Regions from separate parts of the Triticum aestivum genome. Here region 2 is linked to region 1. Evidence: chromatin contacts called from public Hi-C data. All regions are on one chromosome and are shown on one strand. Each heading gives the region's core, a stretch centred on a gene start, on an enhancer-like site or on the middle of the called end of the contact. The rest is flanking DNA. Distances are from core to core; before and after follow the strand shown.

Evidence for each region. A called contact is a pair of places that touch in the nucleus more often than the background predicts.
Region 2: a contact with region 1 is called in a Hi-C map of leaf, with 4 times the contacts expected there. The contact joins the promoter of LOC123098092 here to the promoter of LOC123098089 in region 1. A contact is called at or near these places in 2 of 5 Hi-C or Micro-C datasets (both in leaf).

The regions. Positions count from the first base shown.
Region 1 is chr4D:387,048,152-387,052,944 of IWGSC CS RefSeq v2.1, forward strand. It overlaps LOC123098089 (acyl-CoA-binding domain-containing protein 5), which reads right to left and starts at 1,522. Exons shown (of 5, transcript XM_044519964.1): 1 at 34-1,522. The coding sequence starts at 1,340.
Region 2 is chr4D:387,399,749-387,404,827 of IWGSC CS RefSeq v2.1, forward strand. LOC123098092 (actin-depolymerizing factor 5) reads left to right here and starts at 2,842. Exons shown (of 3, transcript XM_044519967.1): 1 at 2,842-3,075; 2 at 3,178-3,437; 3 at 4,819-5,079. The coding sequence starts at 3,055. The coding sequence ends at 4,969.

The DNA of each region.
Region 1 (4,793 bases), core at 272-2,771:
GGAACGAGTATCAAAGATAGATGAAACACGTACCATTTTGCACGAGAAGAAGGTCTCAGTGTAAGTGGTTGTGCAGCGTCATAACAGGGACCATCAACTGCAACCTTGAGAAGTCCCTGCAGCTGCAGCTGCACATCGCTATTCAGCTTCGACAGAGCAGCCGCCCCGGCGTCACTAGCTGCAAATGCCGCTGCTGCACCAAATCTCTTCTCCACTTCACTTCTCTCAATCCCTTCCCACTCTTCAAACTCCATGCTCGCTCTAGCCTCATCTTCCGGCATCCCTAGCAATGTGGTATCCTTCTCGGGTAACTGAACATCCACTTTGTCATTAGAGCTGTCTTCTTGGCTGACATTTAGATCATCAGATTTCTCAAGAGCCGGCTCGTCCTTAGGGACCAGTTTTTCTTGCTGATCATCCGTGCCGGCCTCACGCCGAGCTTCCTCCTTATTGTGAACTTGAACAACTTCTTCCACAGATTGTTCTTTCATTTCCTCATCCTTTGCTGCGGCATCGGGAATCACTCTTGGAGCCACAACGGGAGCCAATTCGTGCTGACTCGCTTCAATGACTTGCTCCTCCTGCTTCCCAATTACGACGTCAAGAACATCTGCAGGTGGAGTCTCGGAAGCCAATTCACGCGGAATCACTTCAGCAGCTTGCACTCCCTCCGCCTTCTCCTCCGGTCCTGCATCAATAACTTCTGCAGGAGCAGCCCCCACATCCAGATGGAGCTGCTTCACTTCAACAGCTTCCATAGCATGAACTTCCTGTTTCTGCACTCCCGCATCAGGGACTTCACTCGGGGCACCTTCAGCGCCCAGATCATGCTGCTGGGCTGTCTCTTCCTCCAACTCCACGTCAAGAACCTCGCTGGGAGCAGCTTCATCGCCCAAATCACGCGGCTTCGCTTCGACAGCCGCCTCCGCGGCGGCGGTCAAATCGCAGTGCTTCTTGCCAACTTCACCCTCCTCCTTCTGCTCCCGCGACACGGTGCCAAGGAACAGCTCCGGAGCAAGAAGCGTCGCCGGAACCCCCTCTTCTTCCGCGGCCACCCACTCGGTCATCCCCTCCGCGACGGTGGCGGGGGCCTTCTCCACCTCGACCCACCCCTCGGCGAGAGGCGGCGCCGCCACATCCGCCCACGCTCCCACCTCGTCGACCTCGATGGCCCTCTCCTCTTCCGCCTCCTCCGCTTTTTCCTCCGCGATCACGTCAGCGGGCCCCGCCGCGCGATCGCGCCGGGGGGGATCATTGGTCCCGGAGAGGAGCTTGGCGAGCAGGAAGGCGACGAGGAGGGTGGCCGCCGCCGTGAGGAGCAGCTCGAACAGCAGCTCCATGAATCCCGGGCGGGGAAGGGCGGGGCAGGAAGCGAGGCAGCGGATGCGGATGCGGCTTCTCGCTTGCTTTTCTTGTTCGGTTGGGTCGGCGAGGAGAAGGGGGAAAGAGAAAGCGGAAACAGGGGGGCTACAGGAGAAGGAGAAGGGGGAGCAGCAGAAGAGACGAGGGTGGAGACGGAGGTGGGTGCGTGGGGGGAGAGAGTAAAGGGGGTGGGGCGCCAAAAGGGAGAGGCATATTCGGGGGCGGATACGACCGCCACGAGGGAGGGAGGGCGGAAAAGGTCTCGTCCACCGCGAGCCGCTTGGGGCGACGCCGTCAGGGGGTTTTCGCTTCCTTGCGTCCGGCTACGCGACGAGGGAGGTCATCGGCGAGAAGGCGGCGACGGAGACAGCGAGCGCCGGACCGCCAACGTTTGGAGGTTTGGGTGGGGGGTTTCGGCCTTTTGCTCGCTTTGCGTGTGCTGCGCGCTTTCGGTGGGAAATTTCTCCGTGTTAGGCCAACTCCACCGCGCGACCCCTATCCTGTCCGTCCCCGTTCATTTGGGGTAAAAGGGACAAACCGGGCGGCCCAGCGCGCGGGAGCAAACGGACTTTTGTCCGTTTCGTGTCCGCTTTCGACCCATCCCCGGCCCAAATTTGCGCCGGTTTTGGGGTGAAACGGACAGCGCGCGGATGGGCGGGACGCGCGCGCTTGTCCTCCCCTGGCCCGTCTGTCGGTGGGAGAAACCAAAACCCCCCACGCCCCATTTGGCGCCATTTTCCCCAAACCCTCCCACGTCCCTCCCGCCGCCCCCTCTCTCCCCCGTTCATGGCCGACTCCCAGCCGAATTCCGGTGGCCTGGCCGTTGACCCGCCCGGAAAGGTGAAGAAGAAGGCGGCCAAGGCGGCAAGGAAGCCGCGGTCGGAGTGCACGCCGGAGGAGACGCCAGGTTGGACACGGAAGCGGCGAAGAAGAGGAGCCGGAGAGCGGTCGTCAGGGTCAATGCCGCCGCGGCCAAGTTCGCCGCCGAGCGCGATGCGAAGGAGGCCGCTCGGCGCAAGGCCGCGGCCGACGAGAAGGAGGACATCGTCAACAAAGCGCACGTCCTCCTCATGCTTGGCATGGGCCGTTCGGCCAGTTTCACTACAGCGGCCGTCGGCCCGGCGAGCACAGGCTCGTCGGTCGCCCGGCCTGCGCACTGCCAGTCGCGGACCACGCCCATGTCGCCCGGCTTTCCTCCGCCAAGGCACGACGGCCAGACCCGTTTCTCGGGGTCGCCGGACGTTGGCTTGTTCGCGCCGTCGACACCGCGCCCCGCGGCCGTCATCGACCTTAATGTCACGCCTGGGTCCAGCAGCGGCGACCGGCTGTCCGTCGAGATGCAGAGCAAGCAAGCACGGGCACCATGCCGGGCCCCCGCGTGTTGTTTGATGGAATGCCAACAGCAACGGCACCGGTCGACGACCCCTTCTACAACCAGTACATGGAGAACGTGATCTTCGAGGCTAGGCACGGACGTGCCTACGACCCCGAGGAGACCCAAAGTCAGGATGGCCGCGCCCAGTACGTCCCCGATGAAAAGGCCGACGACCGTGCAGACTACGACCTGAAGGAAATATGCCCTAGAGGCAATAATAAAGTATTATTTATTTCCTTATATCATGATAAATGTTTATTATTCATGCTAGAATTGTATTAACCGGAAACATAATACATGTGTGAATACATAGACAAACAGAGTGTCACTAGTATGCCTCTACTTGACTAGCTCGTTAATCAAAGATGGTTATGTTTCCTAGCCATAGACATGAGTTGTCATTTGATTAACGGGATCACCTCATTAGGAGAATGACGTGATTGACTTGACCCATTCCGTTAGCTTAGCACTCGATCGTTTAGTATGTTGCTATTGCTTTCTTCATGACTTATACATGTTCCTATGACTATGAAATTATGCAACTCCCGTTTACCGGAGGAACACTTTGTGTGCTAACAAACGTCACAACGTAACTGGGTGATTATAAAGGTGCTCTACAGGTGTCTCCAAAGGTACTTGTTGGGTTGGCGTATTTCGAGATTAGGATTTGTCACTCCGATTGTCGGAGAGGTATCTCTGGGCCCACTCGATAATGCACATCACTATAAGCCTTGCAAGCATTGTAACTAATGAGTTAGTTGCGGGATGATGTATTACGGAACGAGTAAAGAGACTTGCCGGTAACGAGATTGAACTAGGTATCGAGATACCGACGATCGAATCTCGGGCAAGTAACATACCGATGACAAAGGGAACAACGTATGTTGTTATGCGGTCTGACCGATAAAGATCTTCGTAGAATATGTGGGAGCCAATATGAGCATCCAGGTTCCGCTATTGGTTATTGACCGGAGAGGTGTCTCGGTCATGTCTACATAGTTCTCGAACCTGTAGGGTCTGCACGCTTAAAGTTACGATGACAGTTATATTATGAGTTTATATGTTTTGATGTACCGAAGGTTTTTCGGAGTCCCGGATGTGATCACGGACATGACGAGGAGTCTCGAAATGGTCGAGACATAAAGATTGATATATTGGAAGCCTATGTTTGGACATCGGAAGTGTTACGGGTGAAATCGGGATTTTTCGGAGTACCGGGAGGTTACCGGAACCCCCCGGTAACTTAATGGGCCTTATTGGGCCTAGGTGGAAGAGAGGAGAGGAGGCTAGGGCAGGGCCGCGCCCCCTTCCCCCCAGTCCGAATAGGACAAGGAGAGGGGGGGCGCCCCCCTTCCTTCCTCCCCTCCACCTCTTCCCCCTTCCACTCCTAGTCCAACATGGAAAAAGGGGGGAGTCCTACTCCCGGTAGGAGTAGGACTCCTCCTGGCGCGCCACACCTCCTTGGCCGGCGGCCTCCCCCTTGCTCCTTTATATACGGGGGCAGGGGGGCACCCCATAGACACAATTGATCAACGATCTTTTAGCCGTGTGCGGTGCCCCCCTCCACCATATTACACCTCGATAATATCGTAGCGGAGCTTAGGCGAAGCCCTGCGTCGGTGGAACATCATCATCGTCACCACGACGTCGTGCTGACGAAACTCTCCCTCAACACTCGGCTGGATCGGAGTTCGAGGGACGTCATCGAGCTGAACGTGTGCTGAACTCGGAGGTGCCGTGCGTTCGGTACTTGATCGGTCGGATCGTGAAGACGTACGACTACATCAACCGCGTTGTGTTAACGCTTCCACTTTCGGTCTACGAGGGTACGTGGACAACACTCTCCCCTCTCGTTGCTATGTATCACCATGATCTTGCGTGTGCGTAGAATTTTTTTGAAATTACTACGTTCCCCAACACATGGTGACTCGTGGCATGAAGACGATGACATCTATGTCGAAGGTGATGGTGATGAAGAAGAAGAAGAAGGCAATGACGTTGATATTAGTGGCGCGCCATTGTTCATCGACAAGCTGACCCAAAGAGCGGAAGCACA
Region 2 (5,079 bases), core at 1,592-4,091, 350 kb after region 1:
TCACGAGCCCGCGCCGAGGAGCCGGCGGAGCCCGGCGGCTTCGAGAGCCCCAGCCCCGAGACGATGGGCTGCAGCTTGGAGGACAGCGAGGAGGGGCTGCCACCACCGGACGCCATGGCCAAGATCTGAGCGCCCGGGAGAGAGGGGGGAGGGTGGACGCCGGGGCCGGAGTGGCCGCCGGCAGGGTAGGGAGGGCGCCGGAGCGGGAGGGGAGCTCTGGCTATTTTGACTTGCAGAGAGCGTTGAGAAAAAAACTTACAATTAGATAAAAAGGAAAAACAATTGTGAGGAGAATCAACTGAAACTAAAGAAAACATCAGCAACGGAAAGCCTCCTAGTGACTGGCCTAGAACAACCCGATGGCTCATGAGTGAGCACTCACGCACGTCAGAGCGCCAAAAGATGATTACTCGGAGTAGCCATAATAGCAAAGCAGGCTCTTCATTTTTAGCCATACCTATCTAACTGGCTTTAACGAGATTTGTGCTTATCTTCAAAGGAACAAATCGGGCTCCATTTAGTTGGAGCAATCTGTATTTACGCAAACAGATTTTGGAGGATCTCCACAACTAAGGGCATCTCCATGGTAGACCTGCAAACCGCCGCATCCATCGGGATCATGCTGTCCAGACCGCTGAAGCCATTCAACGCGGGCCTCTATCGGTCCGCGGGACGGCCCGGACGCGTTTTCTCCCATAAATTAGGGACAAAAGTGGGGTAGGTTTGCGAGAGTTCGGACACCCAAAACATAAGACTCCGACATCCTCGGCCCACTCAAGCCCCCCTCCCTCCGGTCCCATTTCCTTTCACCCTGCCCCTTTCCCCTTTACTTTGCATCCGCACCCTCCACCTCCTCCGCCGCCGTTGTACGTCTCCGACCGCCACAGAGGCATGGTCGGACGTCTGCAACCAGCACCGACACGTCCGCTCGCCGTTACGACGGAGCTTTTCACCTTGGAGCCGTTTGTACCAACGACCTCCATGATGGACGCCACGCTCGGCAGTTGTTCGGTCAAATGTCATTGAGCTTATTTTCAAATGCTATGTCATTTTTTAGGGCACGAAGGATGGTGAGCTACTCGACCATGGAGGATGAGTTCTTATGCGATGCGTGGCTGGATGTATCTGTGGATTTGATAGGCAGGAGCAGAGGAGAGCCCTTTTGGGAGCAAGTGCATGAAAAGTTTCATGCATAAAAACACATTGCGCCCTACGACATGTACATCATTCAACCACGCAACGTGTGGTCATTGTCGTATCGCTTGCATGCTATCCAAATCAACGTCACCAAGTTTTGCGACGTGGTTCTCAGCTCGAGGCAAGGTGGCCATTGTACGTGGCAGAGGACGAGATCGTAAGTTTGTCTTCCTCTTGTTCACCTTGTCGATTGATTCATTCACTCAATGTGGGTCTACACACTATATGTAGCCCGCGCGCGCTGTTGTGGTGTATCACAGGATAGAGCAACAACCATTTACGTGCACACACTGTTGGATGAAGCTGAAGTAAAAGTATCTGTGGGACAACATGATCCGTTCATAAATAACTTGTTGGACATATGGGGTCTAGTCAAATTTGAGACCGTGTTATACTAGACTTAATTTGCATGGTGTGTATGGATGATTTGTGTTATTTTCATCCGAACTTTGATAAATATTGGCCGATTCGCATGAATTTCGCCTGCCGAGTTAAAATACAGGTTGAAATGTATGTGACTAGTGTTGGATGACGGCCTCCCGCATCCGTGTCCGCATAGCGATCCACTTGTCCGTGAACGGATGCAGAAAAAATAATTGCGAGTTGCCATTGGAGATGCCCTGAAGCCCCTATGCATTTTAGCCGATCATGTCTACTCCGTACTGTTTGGCCCGCCGCCAGAAAGTAATGCCACCGGCGACCATGTGGCAGTACCACTTCTGCGCCTCATAAAGCGCTCATTAATCTGCTGGTTGAAATGCAGCCCCGCACGGCCAGTGCGCGACCGCGAGCAGCTTTCAATTTAGCGCCAGCGGGTCTCCTCGTCCCACCTATAGAACTTTAAAATAAAAATCAGAAAAAAGGGCTCTGCCCTGCGCACCAGCAACTGTCTGAGGTCACCGACGCACACGTGAAACCGAGGAAAAACGGAAAAAGCATAGAGGAGAGGAGCCCCCGTCCCCGGTCGCCACCGCTTTCTCTACTTTTCTCGCGGCAAATGGCGAATTTACCTTTGCTCCCTTCTTCCCTTGGAAGCAAAGAATGGGTGGGGGTGGGGGGAATGGGCACGCACGGGTCATGACGAGGAGCGCGTAGATGCTAGGCGGGGCGTGCGGTAGCTTCTTCCATGCCCCACGGTCGCGTACGCCGGTGACCAGTGGGTGCGAATCTTGGTGCAAGATCGTCTTGCCGACGGCACCATCATTGGTGGTAATTCAGATCGCCATGACGATGATTGCACGCCAGTGCGTGCTACTGCTCCTCGCTGTGGCGTGTCACATCTTCGTTATATTAACGGGTGAATGTAAAAGGCGCTCTTATGGATAGAAACTGATGATTAACGACGAGCAGCAATCTATCTAGGCAGACTGTTATCTTGAAGGGATATCCATTCACTTGTTCAGATATCTATCTATCTAGTGCAAAGTAACAACAATTCCATCAACTGTAAAAGGAGTTGCTAATTCCTCTCTATCACAAAAAGTTTCCCTGTTTTTTTATTGTTGAGATGAGAAATGGACAGGCAACGCAGCACAAGGAAGGCATGTGTGGGAGGGATGCCCGTACCCCCAGTTGCATCCTAGCCTTTTCATTTTGTTTTATAATAAAAGGAGAAGAATGGAATTTTGGGCTGCTTGCCACGCTTCTTTTGTATAAAGCCGACCCTGCCCCCGCCTCACCTAATTGTCAAGAGACAGGAGGACTGCCAAACCCACACCCATACAAGGGGCAGGCAAGGCCGCAAGGGGCACCCTCCTCAAGCCTCAAGCAACCAACGCAGCGCCAAGGAAGAACCCCTCCCTTCTTCCACCGATCCTTCCCTCCTTTCCTCGTCCTCACCGGCGACGACCCGCAGCCATGGCAATGGCTTACAAGATGGTAAGGATCCAGGCCTTTACCACTGCTGCTTTCCTTGACGCGTCTGGGGCATGAGGCAATTGACGATGTTTATGATGATTTCGCGGCGGGTGGTGTGTGCAGGCGACGGAGGGGATGAACATCAAGGAGGAGTGCAAGCGGTGGTTCACGGAGATGAAGTGGAAGAAGGTGCACCGCTTCGTGGTCTACAAGATCGACGAGCGGACGCGCGCCGTGCTGGTGGACAAGGTGGGCGGCCCCGGGGAGGGGTACGAGGAGCTCGTCGCCGCGCTGCCCGGCGACGACTGCCGCTACGCCGTCTTCGACTTCGACTTCGTCTCCGTCGACAACTGCCAGAAGAGCAAGATCTTCTTCATCGCATGGTAATTATTCACTCCTTTCTCGTTCACTTACTTACCGTCAAATCGATTAAATCATGGCGTCTGATCTTGATTATTAGCCATAATTATTGATGCGGATACCGCGATGCTGGATGGTTTCTTGGTTCTGGCGGCTAAGCATTCCTTGCTGGCTGCACACTGTATGTATTATAAACAGCTTTGATTGTCCGAACCGTAAGGGTCTAAGTTTTTGCCTGTCAGCGCAACTGCTCTTTGGATGATATGCAAGTCATTCATAAACTACGGCAGCTGCCAGCAAGAAACTAGCCAAGATACCAAATCCTCTTTGGTCCTCTGCACTATATAACACACTAACGCCAAGTTGGTAGTAATTACATGACGCAAGTGCAAATTACTAGTATATCAATTGACCATAGTCCTACCAACTACCAAACAAAATCGCAATCAAGCAATCACATATTGCATCGTCATTGAGAAAGGAGCTCAGACTAAAATTAAGATGTGGGGCATCTTCTCTCCATCTGCCCACGCACCAAATATAACTAGGGCGCCTGAGAGCATCAAGAAATTGACAGGAAATCTGCAGACCAAATGACTCTGCAATCAGCCCCACATCCTTATCGCTAAGAAAGAAGGAACACCGAATACGCATCAAACTTTTTCCATTTTCCACAAGAGTTGGTTGTCTGGCCCATACCCCCGCTGCCTTGTCAAACTCAAACGCAGGTCTGGTCGAGATCATGACGGGGGCCAAACTTTCTTGGCAGGGCCACCATCACCCTTCTCTTTCTTGCTTGCTTTGCTTTGTCCTTGCTGCCGCATCTTTGTTACTGTTGTCCTTAGTACTCATCCCTGCATTATTTTTCTCTTAACCCCCACAGCTAAGGTGGGCGGGCTCTTTAATCAGATCAGATCTGGAGACCTGTATACATCTGTTGTGCAGATCTGTCTGTCCTTGTATATTAGATTTGGCCCCTCATCGAAAGCAGGCACCGCCCATACCAATAACTTTTTACGATTGTATTTCAGTCAACATTTCACTGGCTTAATCGAAAGTGCGCAGCTTGATCAATCAGTTCCTCCTCCTTGTACTATCTTATCAAAAGCAAGCACGATTAAAGCACTTGACAGCAGAACTGGGTAGTTAAATACTGTTAGGTTAGCAAGCCTGTCGAGTGTCCATTCTCCATTGTCCACCAGCAGCCGGTCTCCTTTTGTTAAAGCGCTCTGGCTTTGTTCGATGGCAACAGCTGCTGGTGCATCGGCCTCACACGAGTACATACAAAGTTGTTTCATAATTCAGTGGGATTAGGATGGAGCCACAGGCAGTGGGTTGGGTCGGTTACTCGATTGGTTGATGATGATGATGATGATTTGTTGCTCTGTTTTTCTCTTGATTCAGGTCGCCGGCGGCGTCGAGGATAAGAGCCAAGATTCTGTACGCGACGTCGAAGCAAGGCCTGCGGCGGGTGCTGGAGGGGGTCCACTACGAGGTGCAGGCCACCGAGCGCTCCGAGATGGGCTTCGACGTCATCAGAGAGCGCGCGCAATGAGCGAGCCGCCGCCCAGAGCGAGCTTTACTATGTTGGTGTGCCTGTCGCCGACGATCGCCGGTGTACTATAATCGAACGGACGCTGATTGGGGCTGGCTGGCTGGTTGGTG